2 separate regions of the Mus musculus genome follow, and region 2 is linked to region 1. The links are chromatin contacts, called in public Hi-C maps. All regions are on one chromosome and are shown on one strand. The core of a region is the stretch at or near the end of the contact, and the rest is flanking DNA. Distances in the headings are between cores, read along the strand shown.

Region 1 (4,007 bases), core at 357-2,856:
GGAAGCAGAGGCCATAATGGTGCTGGAGTTCTTGGAGGAGGGCTGAGGCCAAGGTAGAAGAAGACACCCTGACAAGTGCCGCTCCAGGCAGGTGTGCATGTCTACCCTGTCCTGGGCCTTGGGGTATGATGTACTGGAGAGACATCCAGGCAAGATATTAGCCTTCCAAGGAAGCATGCCAACCAAAATGGGAGTAGGAAGCAGTTTTACCGGTCAAGCTATGACATATGGCTACTAGACATATGGTGCAACTGAGGCAGCAGAACTTAAATTTGTGTTAGACAAGGCCTAACGTGTGTGCCGTGCTCTGATGCACACTCTGTCTCTGTTTCTTTGTCTCTGTTTCTCTGTCTCTCTCTGTCTCTGTCTCTCTGTCTCTCTGTCTCTGTCTCTCTGTCTCTCTGTCTCTCTCTCTCTCTCTCTCTCTCTCTCTCTCTCTCTCTCTCTCTCTCTCTCTCTCTCCTGCTTTATCTCTCTTCCCTTTGCATTTCTTTCTTCCTGAGTGATCAGCACATTTGGCTCAAGGTTCACAAGTGGAATACAGTTAGTGAAGTTGATACTAGAACGGACTCTCGGACTATGGAGAAGAGCTGGGGGCAGATTCAGTTCGATGAGGCCCTGGAGTCTCTTTCACTCCACTCTCCAACCTTACTCCTTTCATAATTACAAACTTCCTTCTCTTCTTTCCTCTTCTCTGCCTTTTTGTGAATAACAATCTCCACTGGAATCAAGAGTGACAGGTGTTACTCTGCAAGACTTTCTGATCATTAGAACTGCCACGGGTTTGTAGGAGTTAGTCCCCAGTCACTGTGAGATTCTGCAGACCCTGGGGGAGGCCTGGGGACTTATGTGACAGGTGCATAGGTGATCCTGATGTGCAGGAAGTCAAGTTGTCAAATGTAACCTACTAACAAGAAAGATTAAAACAAACAAACGAACAAATAAACAAAAATCTTTGATATTTGCATAGAAAATGCTTTCCTGAAGACACATAGAAGATGCTGGCCTTGGGATAGGACATTATAGTCAGAATCTCAGACCTGAGGCTTCTGTTCCTTATACATCACTTGGAGAGACAGACTGACTATGACAATGAAGTCTGGCCCAGTCATGCAGCAAGTTAGAGATACTTTTCGGCTGGGACCTAGGTCACTATGTGGTTTGACTTCCTTTGAGAGGCTCAGTCTCTTCCCAGGGCCAGCGCCACTCTCAGATGAGGGAAAGCAGAAGGAACTACTGTGTGGATCCCCAGCCTTCTCTTCCTCCTTCCCAGGTTGGAGAGAGAGGGCTAGGGGTTTGTGCAGAGAGAGAGAGGCTGTGTCATCTCTGCCATTCACTGTCATTTGATCCACTGGGGGTGGGGTGCAACTTGGTAGGTCTGGGCAAAGCTGACAGCCACTTCCCTGCCCTCTGGCTAGCAAAACAACTCAACAGTCTACCTGCTTCCCTTTGCCCCCACCCTGTCTGCCCCCCACCTGGGTGAGGGGGTCCCCACAGTTTAGGAAGGCTTCTCAGAAGCTCTTTGCAGCCATCATGGGAGGCCTAGGCTTTGCTGCCTCCTGCACAGTGCACCTTCCTGCCTTTCTCAGCTCTTTGCTGCTCTGCATGGGGCCTGTGGTTTAGCATTTCCTTCCTTTCCAGCTAGAGCCCCAGCAGCCCCTGCCTGGCTGTGAGAGATACTGGCGAGAAGTGCCACTGCACAGAGTAGGAGACATTTTGAAGAGTCCCAAGCATGTGGGAGCCAGCTAAAGCCCAGCGAAGCTCTGTGGGGTAGGAGAATTGAGTTCTGGCTCAGTTCCACCTTCCTCAGGCCCTTGCTCAAATGATACCTACTTGTTGAGTACCGGTAGTTTTAAATTGTAAGCCCACTATCTTCCTGCTCAAGCACTTCCCACCATCACATGAGCAGATGTGGTTCCCTCTTACTTTGAACATTATTTGTGTAAGAGTTCATTATTAGCCAGGTGGTAGCATGCACCTTTAATCTCACCCCTCAAGAGGCCGAAACAGGAAGATTTCAAATTTCAAGCCAGCATGTACTATGCAGGCTGTCTCAAATAAACATCATTCATTATTTTACCTGCCCCCCCCCTCTCTCTCTCTCACACACACACACACACATACACACACACACACACACACACACACACACACACACACACACACACGTTCTAGCTTTCTCTTATTTATTTATTTATTTATTTATTTATTTGTGTATATGCATGTAGGTGTGTATGAGATATGTGTGTAAAGACAAGACTTCAGCTTTCATTCTTCAGGAGTAATTCACCTTGCTTTGTTAGAACAGGGTCTTTCATTACAGTCTGGGGCTCCGCTGGCTGTTGCATGGATCTCATGGATCTTCCTGTCTCTGCCTTCCCTGTGCTGGGATTACAAGTGCACTGTGCCACACTTAGTTTTTATATGGTTATGGGGATCAAAGGTATCCCACAGGTCCACATGCCTTGTGCAGCAAGCACTTTACTGACTGAGCCATTTCCTCAGGTCCCTTGTCTGCTTCTCTCTACAATCCAAGAGCAGAGCTTCTTTTGTTGTTCTGGGATGGACTTTCTGAGTGCCTAGCAGAGTTCTTGGCACTTAGAAGGGCTTCAGTGCGTGCATTAAAGTAAGCAGGTGACAGGGCAGGACAGAAGTGGCTGCTGCAGCTGCTGCCACCCACCCTGGCAGGATGCAGGACAGACATTCCTCTAACCATCATATAGGAGACCTTTAGCCTGTCTGCTATCTTCTCTAAACAACTACTGCCAGGTCACATGTGGCCATAATTATGTTACACACATCCTTATGTTGTGTTTAGAGAAAACTAGAAAGCCCCTTGTATGTCTCCCCCACCTTCCCACTGTCCCACTTTACCCCTTCCACCCCGGCCCTACCTCAACTTTCAAGTGCTTTTCCCTCTAGAGCAGGCGGTCCTCACCCTTCCTAATGTTGTGACCCTTTAATACAGTTCCTCATGTGTGGTGACCCCCCCAACCATAAAATTTTTTTTGTTGCTACTTCATAGCTGTAATTTTGTTACTGTTATGAATTGTCATGGGTTTTCCAATGGTCTTAGGCAGCCCCTACGAAAGGGTCATTCCACCCCTCAAAGGGACCTCAACCCTCTGGTTGAGAACTAATGCTGTAGATGGTGCTTCAAGTCTAAAGTTCCAACAATGGGGTTCCTATGGAGGGCTTCCCATTGCCTTGTTTGTCTGTTCTCTTGAGTCGCTCAGCTGCTCAAGTTCATCTGCCCTGTCACTCCTCTGAGATCGGAGAGTCCTGAGCAGTGAGTTAGAAGCTGAGGAAGGAATAGAAATGTTAGGGGTTGTTAAGGACTGCCCTTGCTAATCTAGCCAATTTGCACTAGGCTAACTTGTTTCCATGAGCTGCCAACCAGCAGAAGGGACACAGATTGAGTGTAGCTATCACAGCTAGGAAGAGGACAATGCAGAGAGAATTGCACAAGGGTGTGGGTGTGGTACCTTGAAAGAATACTGAGTTGGAAACTAGAGAGGATGGGCTAGTATGTGTGCTGTGGAGACAGGTGGCGTTCATCACTAATCTACAATATCCTTCCTTTTGTTTGAGCCCCTGTCATCTCCTACAAAATATAATTAGGATGAGCTCTGAAGTTCCTTCTCTTACTCCTGGAGTCTGCAATGTGGAGTTTTCGGTTCTAGAGCTTTGAGGATTGCTAGGGCCTACTTGAGAAACAGTCTGGAAGCCAAGGCTCTCCCTATGCTGGTGTTTGGGGACTTGCTGGTTCTGTATGGTGCGCCTGAGCACATGGTATAGTTAGCTATTTTGACTGAACTTGGGGCTCAAGGTCAGGGTGACTCAAGCAGACTCTCCCTTGGCAAAACTAGGGCTAGTATGTACCTTTATGGGGAATGTTTTTCTATAAAAATTCCTATGGGTGCTTTAGTTATTCACGGCTGTGATGAAATGCCTCAGCAAGACAATTGAAAGGAAGTAGTTATTTTGGCTCACGGCCTTAGAGGTTT
Region 2 (4,317 bases), core at 799-3,298, 34 kb after region 1:
TTCTGAAAGGCTAGATAACGTAAGAAACTTGTTGGTGTCAGAAATAGGGATTCAGGCCTAGCATCTTCAAACATACAGTTCAGACTATATTGAAAACATTTCTTAACAGGACGCTTATAATTAGTGGAGAATATCCTAGCTGAAATACAAATTGGCTCTAGCCTGTCTTCTGTGACAGCAGTGTGCAGACATGCTTAGCCTGTCTTCTGTGACAGTGGTGTGCAGACATGCTGACCCCATCCGTACCTTTCATCTTCTTCACCTCCAAAGAAATTGTATTAATGTTCTTAATCATGGCTTCCACTTTTTGCTTGTGGTCATGATGATTATTCTTAAACATCTGATTATAAAAGAGAAACAGAAGCAATATATAGGAGCAGAGCTATTTGCATTGGGGGGTTGGTGAGGTGGTTCAGCAGTCAAGAGGACTTACAGCTCCTTCAACCTAAATTCCATTCCCAGCACTCACACTGGACAATGGTTCCCCAGGACTGTTTACAACTCCAGCTCCAGGGGTCCAATGTCCTTTTCTGGCCTCTTCAGACACCCATGCAACACAGGGCACACACACATGTATATTTTTTTAAAAAATTAAAATTTAGGTAGTTTACAAAAGAAAAAAAAGTGTTATCTCAGAACTAAAGTCATTGTCTTTTCTTATACCCAGGAAAGCATCAACCTGTTTTGGTTTTCCAGATGAGAACCATTGCAAGTGGAATTCTTAGGGTGAGGGTTCTTCTCACATCCAAGACACATCCACAAGATGGGGCCCTTACAATAGAAACAAAGTCCCCTTTTCAGAAATCCTCAACATTTACAAACGACCTTACAGTTATCAATTGTGTGGGGGCTTTCCTAATTTTTTGTTGATTCCGTGTCTCTTACTCTTGAATGACAGTAGCCACTTGTAATTTCTTTAAGCACACACTAAAAACTAAAATGTTATGTCGTGTTTATAATTCATTGTCGAGAAAGGATTAAGCAAGCACTGGATTATCTGAAATACACGACGTTGCACAGTAAATATATCTAACCAAGACTGTCTCCAGAGGGATGGCTGACTAGATGTTAACTAGCTTTTTAGTCAAACTCCTCAAAATGACTTGAAAAGTAAACCGAAATTGGCCTAGACTGTTCCTGCCAGGTAAAAGCTGGGTAGTTACAGGTGAGGATTATTTGTGCTGGATAATGAAATCAAGTGAATCACCAAGTTAGCCCGTGTTTTTGTATTTTCCTGAATTTCAGTCATGTATCCTGTTTTCCCTCACTTCCTTCATGGCAGCTGTAAAACTTCTTTTTTTCTCCAGACATTAAGGAGAGAGACACGCTTTGCATAACCTCTAAGATCCTGAATATTAAAACAAGAGCATAAAGAACAATCTCACGTGCACATGCCAAATCCAAGATTTGGATGTTTTTTTTTGGGGGGGGGTAGAAATATAGTTTTAAAGAATAAGTATAAAGCCTAATTATTAATAATAAAACACAGAAACGGAAGTAAATGAATCAGAATGTCCTGAGCTCCACCCAGTGGGTAGGAGAGAGAGCATCAGAAGACTTAGGAGGCTCGAATCCCACAGGGCTGGCCACAGCTCAGCCTTATAGTTATAAAAATGGCTACTAACTGGGCACAGAAGATCCACACCCAGAGGACTAGGCCACGTCAGAAGTCAACATGCTATACAGGGAGGGCATGACACCACTGATGCACGTGCCCACAGAGCCCTGCTAGGGCCCTCAAACCTCAAGCGAGGCTTTCAAGAGCAGATTTTGAGGATCTCTACTCTCCAGGGGTCCCCGAGTTCCCAGTGCACAACACTCGCTCAGCCCCTGAGGCCGGGCCTAAGGCAGCCTGGAAATTCCCACCGCCTGGAAGTTTCTGGAAGTTTACACAGGCCTCGTTCACCTTCTGGGTGCCCCTTCCCCACCCACTCCACAGCCCTGAAGTTAGCTTGGTTACTGAACGGCTTCAAATACGCCTCAACTTTCCAAATGATCACCACAAATCACCTCGTCAACGGATCTGGTGAGGCCGAACCTTCAACAGTCAGTCAAGTCAACATTAGCTGTGGAGAGAGGGCGGGAAATCCAGGCTATGCTTCCTGATTGGCTAGTGTCTCTGTCTACCTGATTGGTCAGCGTCTATGCCCACAGCATTTTGATTGGTTTGGTCCTACACCCGTGGCATTCTGGGAATTGTAGTCTTAAATAAGAAACTCAACGGAAAATTGCGGATTCTAGGCTGCAAGTGACTCCTCTTGAGACTACCAACAAGGCCTTGACAATTTTGCTTCCTAGGTGCCAGCTTTATAACCCTTATGGGTTATTTTCTTTCCACAGTGCAGTGCTGGAGCTAAGGGCAGATTCTAGACTGACTGGTTTGGTTTGAAGCCTACACTAAATAAACTCTTAAGACCAAATTCCCACCCCCATCTTAGGAGCTATAAAAATATCTTGGAATAATATTTTGAGGGCTAAGTAAGATAATTAATCAGAGGGGTTTGGCTGGTAATAACTGTCCTGTAACTGTTTACTGGTATCAGGCTTACAAATTTTTCAGCTGAATAGGATACAGATGAGCCGACGACACAGTGATTTCTTGCCAAGTGAAGAAGCTGGGATTCAAGCCATCTGTGCTTGATTCCAAGAGGAATCCCTGACGCTACACGCTTTGAAACCGCCCCAGGTATTTGACATGGTGCTCTGAGTTATTATCCAAGATGTGCCGAGATCGTAGGTCTCCAGCATCAGGTACAAGGACATTCTGATTTCCCCAGGCCTCTCCTACAGTTCAGTGCCTTATCGAACCAGTTCCTTCCTGGTGGCAACCCACAGCACAGCCTGTTGGTCATTTTACGTTTTGTTTATCTCCAGTTTAACAATGTTGAGTTTGTCTGATGCTGAGTTAAATAGATGAGGAAGCCATAGGAGAACTGAGCATCAGTCCTGATGATAGCTAGCTGTGTGGCTCTACAAGAGTATCTTTTTTTCTTCTGAGCCCTCATTTCCTCATTGGGTTTCCTTGGGAGAGGCAAGGGCTAAGTTTCAGTCATTGCTAACATATAACAGCTTATTGAAGCCTGCATTATTACGGTACCTAGTATGTTAGTATTACTATCACATCTTAGACTCCACTCCTTTTAAATTTACTTTAAAAAAACACACCCCCAGTATAAGTGGAGTAAAATGTGACCAGAAGGTAAACAGGAGGACCCACAGGCAATGAAAACAGGGTGATATTTTATGCTGTGTGAGCTTGCCTCTTGCTTGATGCCGTGTCAGAGCCTGGTCTTTGTTTAAAACGAGTTCTTATTGGTCAGGAAAGTGTCACAGGCCATTTAGAACAAGCTGAGACTTCCATCTGAATAGAGTCAGAAAGATGGAAAGAATTGCAAGAGGTGTAACTCACCACGAGTATATGTGTTTTGATGCCTATGGGCCCCATATAAGCGTCCTTCATATCACTAGTGGGATTTGTCGATCCAGAATTAGACATTCCCTGACATGCCTTCCTTTTCTAAGTGTGATAGTCATACAATTGTCAAATTTCTAGAGACAGTCTTCCAGACTCAGCCCTCCTTGGTGCTGTGGCTTCATAGTTTCCTGCACCCATTTCCCCTTGCTTAATATTTTTAAAGTAAACTCTTGATGTCTTATTTCCTTTAGGTGCCAGGAGTTATGAGAATATAAGTGGGCACTAAACAATGACAAAGGATGTTCTCTGAGCTCACATTGTATCATCTGTTATGCTAGGAGCTTTCCTCTTCTGACAGCTCTGAAGTAGCTATTATCCCAGTTAAATAGAAAAAGCAGCTTACTCTCACAGAGCTTAATTCCTGCCCTGCTCCAGGGTCCACAGCCAGGAAATGGCAAAACCACGGAGTTCATTGCATCTGTGATTCGATTCTTCTCTTTGATACTGCATCATTCTGGGTGTCTTCAAATCCAGGATACCAGTCGCTAAGCTGAAGTTTTTTTGGTTTTTGGTTTTTCGTTTTTGGTTTTTGGTTTTTCGTTTTTGGTTTTTGGTTTTTTTTAAATTAGCCAAAATACCCAACAAAGGGGAGATAGAATCTGTAGAGACCATCTCCAGTATACAGGCATGGCCCCCAGTTGAGGGATGGGGCTACCCACCCATCTCAAAAATTTTAACCCAGAATCGTTCCTATCTAAAGGAAATGCAGAGACAAAAAATGGAACAGACACTGAAGGAAAGGCCATCCAGAGACCACCCCACATAAGAATCGATCCCACCTGCCGACACCAAACCCTGATACTATTGCTAATGCCAAAAAGTACTTGCTGGCAGTAGCCTGG

What was found. A called contact is a pair of places that touch in the nucleus more often than the background predicts.
Region 2: a Hi-C map of regulatory T cells shows a contact between it and region 1, with 1.6 times the contacts expected there. The contact joins the promoter of 4930469K13Rik here to the enhancer-like site in region 1. A contact is called at or near these places in 6 of 484 Hi-C or Micro-C datasets (T follicular helper cells, Th1 cells, double positive thymocytes and 2 more), 4 of 115 datasets of contacts at active chromatin or transcription factors (CD8 T cells, the HPC-7 cell line, the SCID.adh cell line and 1 more) and 3 of 9 other capture datasets (adipose tissue, liver and pancreatic islet).

Annotation. Positions count from the first base shown.
Region 1 is chr11:34,062,620-34,066,626 of GRCm38.p6, forward strand. All of the region lies in intron 3 of Lcp2 (lymphocyte cytosolic protein 2), which reads left to right. All of the region lies in intron 4 of 4930469K13Rik (RIKEN cDNA 4930469K13 gene), which reads right to left. Among named protein-coding and RNA genes, the nearest start is that of Lcp2, 18 kb to the left of the region's middle. Within about 2 kb of position 1,607, at least 135 of the 459 cell types and tissues checked have an H3K27ac peak or open chromatin away from gene starts, as enhancers often do. A contact at or near this core is called in CD8 T cells, the HPC-7 cell line, the SCID.adh cell line and 6 more, where this site is marked.
Region 2 is chr11:34,096,506-34,100,822 of GRCm38.p6, forward strand. 4930469K13Rik (RIKEN cDNA 4930469K13 gene) reads right to left here and starts at 2,049. Exons shown (of 5, transcript NR_155520.1): 1 at 2,011-2,049; 2 at 247-340.